2 separate regions of the Mus musculus genome follow, and region 1 is linked to region 2. The links are chromatin contacts, called in public HiChIP or PLAC-seq maps. All regions are on one chromosome and are shown on one strand. Each heading gives the region's core, a stretch centred on a gene start, on an enhancer-like site or on the middle of the called end of the contact. The rest is flanking DNA. Distances are from core to core; before and after follow the strand shown.

Evidence for each region. HiChIP or PLAC-seq counts read pairs in DNA pulled down with a chosen protein or histone mark.
Region 1: a contact with region 2 is called in an H3K27ac HiChIP or PLAC-seq map of the NIH/3T3 cell line, with 2.6 times the contacts expected there. The contact joins the enhancer-like site here to the promoter of A230001M10Rik in region 2. A contact is called at or near these places in 1 of 39 promoter capture datasets (the 3T3-L1 cell line), 1 of 15 datasets of contacts at CTCF or cohesin (the NIH/3T3 cell line), 6 of 484 Hi-C or Micro-C datasets (3T3-L1-derived adipocytes, adipose-derived mesenchymal stem cells, cortical neurons and 2 more) and 2 of 115 datasets of contacts at active chromatin or transcription factors (the NIH/3T3 cell line and embryonic stem cells).

Annotation. Positions count from the first base shown.
Region 1 is chr3:102,362,885-102,365,733 of GRCm38.p6, forward strand. No RefSeq gene overlaps it. Among named protein-coding and RNA genes, the nearest start is that of Gm40110, 8.4 kb to the right of the region's middle. Within about 2 kb of position 1,552, at least 45 of the 459 cell types and tissues checked have an H3K27ac peak or open chromatin away from gene starts, as enhancers often do. A contact at or near this core is called in the NIH/3T3 cell line, cortical neurons, embryonic fibroblasts and 1 more, where this site is marked.
Region 2 is chr3:102,260,922-102,263,742 of GRCm38.p6, forward strand. It overlaps A230001M10Rik (RIKEN cDNA A230001M10 gene), which reads left to right and starts at 1,484. Exons shown (of 4, transcript NR_040391.1): 1 at 1,484-1,958.

The sequences.
Region 1 (2,849 bases), core at 302-2,801, 100 kb after region 2:
GTCTCCCCACATGCATATGTAAGGTTCTAACCTCTAAAATGATGGTTTTAAGGGCCAGGACTCTTGGAAAGCAATTAGGTCAGTAGAGCAGAGACTTCAGTAAAGGGGCTAATTGCCTTGTAGAATTGATTCTAGAGAGCTAGCTTCCCCTGCCTGTTGTGTAAGGACAGAGAGTAGATGCCTGTTAATAAGGGAAGCAGACCTCCTCTCCAGACACATCATCTGTAGCTCTTGCATGTTGGCTTTCCCATCTCCAGAGTTTCAAGGATAAATTCTACTGTTTATAAGCCACCCAACTTGTATTATTCTGTTACAGGTAAAAGCCACTCCCCATGTGCCTTGTGCCTCCTACTGGGACCTCAGTCTACTCCAGCACAGATTAAGATCCCATATGAGGAGAATGAAGAGTCCCCTGAGTGGATTGTGATTTGTTTAACCTCCTTTGGATGGATTTTGATTGGCCATTTCTCTTATCCATCCTACATAGTCAAGTTGTAGGATGGTGAACTTAATGAGACAGAATGAAAGACTTCCCCTTGGTAAGTAAAGAGACACTCTAGCTTGAGAAACAGGTTTCTCATTTCCCTTTCTTCCTTCCTGGAAGGTGGGCATACCAGCACACCTAACATCTCCCATGGAAGTAGCCACCTCAGGACCATGGCATAAGGGCATGAGAACAAAGCCAACACAGTAAGGATGGCGGAGCAGAAACTGCTCACAATAGTATCACTAAGCATCTGAATCTATAATTGACCTTCATAAGGTAAGGGTCCTCTGTTCTTTTCTGTCACTTGCTCTGTGTTTGGTAGAATATGGGAGTGCAACAAAGTCTGAAAGTTATGAGCCACACCCAGCAAACACCCATCTCCTGTTCTTCAGATGCTGCAGGTGAGTGTTGGAAAGAGTAAGGGGCAGAACCTTCTGAGTCAGCCAGACAGGTCCCTGAACAATGAGAAGACTCTGCTCCTGCATCTCTTCTGACTCAGCTAAATGTTGCTTTTCTCTCTGGTGACTTAGTCCATATCAAATAAGTTAGTGGGATACAATAGAGGATGCACTCTTTCAATGCATAGTTCCCAGATCGCTCTGGGTCTGGAATCAAATCCAGAATGGTTAAAAAAAAAAAGGAAATATTCTTTGGGGAGGTTTTGTGGGCCATTAGCACTTCCACATCCAGCCCACTGGAGTGAACTGGTCAGCTCCAAGCTCAGGGCAATCTAGAAGATGCAGAGAAGAGGAGCCCCCACTCATCTTCTAAGGATGCCAGTCTCTGCCCCCTGTGGTAAGTAAACTGCTCTATTGCTTTTGTTAGTTGGAACTAAAAGGATTGTTCATTGATCCAATGGCCTAGAGGTCCAGGGACACAGTTTTATGGATTACAGTGAGATTTTCCTTTGACTATAACATGGGAACTTTCCAAATCTACCGCATTTGATAGAGAGTGAGTGGGTCAATGGAAAGGAAGGCCTGGTTTGGATGATGCAGAGTGAGGGGGGCTCAGGGGTGAAGTTTCATGTTGCTCACTGATCTGGCTAACTGAGAAAGCTTCTCCTTACTGTTTGTATAAAGAACAACTCAGACATCTAAATGGCCTGGAGGGACTTCTTCAAGCATGAGTGGGCTCATGACTCACAAAGCTCAAGTCTATAGATGGTAGTCACCCAAATGTTGGTTTTGAGGGAAGGGCCTCCCGGGTGTCAAATGCAAGGAGCAGTCTTTGCCTCTGGTTTCTTTCTATCCACCACTAGCTTTGACAAACAGCTGAAAAAAGTCTTGAGCAAAAATGTGTTCAACTCCCTTTCCTGGTGAAGATATTTTATGTGGACACCTAGCAACCCAGATCCCAAAATAACTTCATGTGGGAAACACTCCAAACACGGTCCTTTCTCTCCCTTCCTCCTTATCCCCACTCCCAAGCCTTCGGATTTGGAAGCTCTGACTTTGGGGATTTTAACTGTTATAAAGCCACTCCGGAAGACAACAATGAAAGGAATCGACTGGAAATTTCCTCACTAGTAATTTAGCTGGGACTTGAGTTCTCTTGAAAGGATATTTTCCTTAGGCTACCATACTTTCTGATCACTTCAGCTCTTCTGTGCACTCTATGGAGTATGTGCCAAAGATACCCCATAGAGTATGTGAGGTGACACAGATGTGGGTCTCATAGGTGGTATACACAGCCATGAGTACACTGTCAGGTTTCTGCCATCTGACTGGCTAACAGTGTCCTCCAGCATTCTCCCCTTAGAATCCTAATCATAAGGATTAAGCAAAAAGTGAGACCTCAAGGGTAGTTTGGTCAGGAAGCATGGAATACACGTACTGTTCATGTAGATAGAGACCTATATGTGGTTAAAATTTCATCTGTAAAGACAGGGGCGCTATTGCAGATGTTCCACTCCCTAATATAAAGCATAGCCAGATCCTGTCCTCTTAGCCAGGCTTCATGCTAAGCACATTGCTAGGAGTGTCTCATTGAAGTGTCTCATCCAAGCTTTATCGAGTAGGTAAACTAGGTATTACCCCTAGTTTACAGGCAATAAAAGCCAAAGTTAAGTAGTCACCTACATCATCGAGTTGAAAAAATGATCAAGATAGGATCAAAGGCCATAAATATGACCCTGAACTAATACTATAGCCACATATAGGTTCCCTTATTAATTAAATTAAATAGATTTTAGATGTATGTTCAGCACCAAAACCAAGCACTTGGCTAAGATCCATTAGTGGTCAGTAAATGGCTCGATGGCAGCATGTTATCATGCCACAATAACAAGCATTTTATCTTGTATCATGCGTGAGTATAAGAAAAATGGTTCACTTAGTAAGATGCAGGGATTTCATAACAG
Region 2 (2,821 bases), core at 234-2,733:
GTTGTGAACCACCAGACATGGGTGTTAAGAACTGAACTCAGGTCTTTTGGAAGAACAGGAAATAGTCTTAACTGCTTAGCCACCTCTCCAACCCCCCATAAACTGAGGCTTTAATGTACAACAGAAATAACAGAAAATATTAGGACCGTAGAATTGATTCTGTAATCCTTTTCAATTTTATTTATTTGTGTATGTGTACATCATGTGTATAGACCATGTGTGTACAGGTGCTCGTGTGTGTTTGTGTGTGTGTGTATAGCATGTGTGTGCAGGTGCTCTGTATGAGTGTGTATGTATGTACGTCGTGTGTGTAGATGCTTTGGTGTGTGTTTGTGTGTTGAATGCAGGTGCACATTTGAAGTCAGAGGACAATTCTCAGGACTCAGTTCTCTTCTGCTACCTGGTGGAATCCTGGGATACAGCTCAGGTCACTAGGTCTGAGTGCCTCTACCCACTGTGCCATCCTATCTCATTGGCCTTATGATCCTGTTGGATGTGTTTACAGTAAATGAAGCACAGTGCTGCAGATGATCACACCAGGGCTGCCAACACTCACATTTCCTGGTTAGTTTCTTGTCATTAGCTTTGGGCTCCAGCTTGTAACCTGTGGTGGCTGCAGGAATATCAGTAAATTCCACACAGGCAGGCATCAGCTCGGTAAGACTGGGCTATGGAGGTTTGCCTTAGATCATCTGTGGTCACAGAAGGAAGATAGTCCTCTTTCTTATAAACGAAGGCTGTGTGGTTAAAGGTTCAGCTGCAGGCTGAGCTATTGGTGCAGCCTCAGCGGGCTGCAGCCATGTCAGTGGTCCAGTGCCAGGACAGCAGAGCTGCCCAGTCAGGCCACAGACACAGGAAAGTAATGAATCATTATGTTGGGTGATTAAGCTTTGGAGCAGATTGTTGCATAGCAAAGATAATAAATTGTATTGCACAAATGGAAATATAGAGATGTATAAAAAAGTGAAGCACATCTATTTGTTCATTAATAAACAAATTTTCAAGGACTGGTAAATGCATATTATCTAGTCTACTCTCAGAGATGCCTCTGCAGAAGAATGCATTGACCCTTTGTGGCTTCCAGAGAGTCTAGAGCCTGTAATGAGGAAGGAAGTCTCCAATTAGGACAATGGTCTACAAAGAATGATTTCAAAGTTAGGAAAAACTAGAGCTGCCTTCACTTCTCAGTCAAGGTCTGTAATGCAAGTCGACCCTTTACCTCGGAAAAGAATAACCCTGTGCGTGTTGGGGTTCCAGAGAGAATCATCTCCCCTTTGCTGGACTTCACGGCAACTTTCTGTCCAGTGAAGTCAGTTTTCTGTACAGTGGCTTCTGCCCAAATGGTCTGTATTTATCAGATGATGTATTCATGTATCGCTTTCCAGCCTACAAAGCGCTCTTTGTTTTGCAAATCTCTCTTGTGCATTATCTCATCCAGGCTTGTCACAAGGTAGAACGGTTATTTGTCCCAAATTTACTGGTCAGATATACTCACGGAGGGCTGCTGTCACCTGTCATCACTGCTGGACAGATGATTTCAACACAGACATTACAAGTGGTCCAGCCTCTTCATAAGCCTGCACTAAAGACACTGAAGCTTGTGATCACCCGTGTCAGGACAAGGAATGGCATCTCCCTAACAGGACTCAAGAGCCTTTGCCATTATCTGTGGTATTAAGCAGGTTTCAATTAGGATTTTAGGTGGATTTTTTTCTTTGTTCCGCAGAAGTTTTAATCAAGGCAGAAAAACTCTGACGCCTCATTCTCCTCACAACAGTCAGTCACCAAAGCGTTGCATTTTTCTTCCTGAAGCTTCCCCTCCCTCGGGCACATTTTTAGCAAAAAAGATGAGATCCCAAGCTCTCCAGATGTTGCCTCTCAGATGTGCCTCAGCACGCATCTCAGAGCCATCTGGCCGCAGCAACAGCTGGACTGCTTCCAAGTGGAAGTGCTCACAGGTAAGGGGGTGTGAGGGGAAGAATGTGGGCTCCTTAGTACGTTGTCAGCTAAGCCGGTGATGCTGTTTGACCAGCTGTTGACATGAGCTCTCAGTGAAGGCGGCTTTCAGAATCCTGCAGTCAGGTTTCCTGTCTGGGTGCCTGAGGGTTATTGTCCAGGGGCATGCTCTGCAGACTTGGACCCTGTGTGGTAATTCTGAGGTGTTGGAAACCTTAAGAGGTGATGTGCGCACCTGTAATCCCAGAAGGTTGTGAACATGGCTGGTTCTCCCTGCCGCCCCCCCCCCCCCCCCCGCCACCACAGTGAAGAGCATGTATCAGATCCTTCCCTGGCTCTGAAGCCCTTCATGATCAAATTCACCCCAAGACAGACAGACAGTCAGTCAGACAGACAGACATGCACATACACACACAGAGAGACATATAGAGACACAGACAGACACACACTTCCTTCCTTCCTTTACTCTCTTTATAGTCCAGGTGTCTCAGGGTAATGATGGATAACCGTAGGTCGAGATGACCGTTCAGCAGAAGAGACTAGAGGACTTAGCTGACTTGCAGAAACTGCTCATTGTGGACAGCACACCTCTGAGGGAGGCCGGGAACTTGGCAGCAGACTTCAAGAAAGCAGCAGGAGGTAAAGGCAAGGCTTGGGCGTGGAAAACTGAAACAGGAAGGAGATGTACAAGGGGAAGGAGACCTCCCAGAAACCCTTGGGGGATAAGTTAGCATTAACCCAAGGGGGAGAGCTGGGAAGCATTTGACCTGACGCCAGTGTCTTTGTGGTCAACAGAGCACTGTGCTTTCTGGGAATGGACGCTGTGTGTATTTTCCATTACTGCGCGCTGTATCTTCAGGATGTT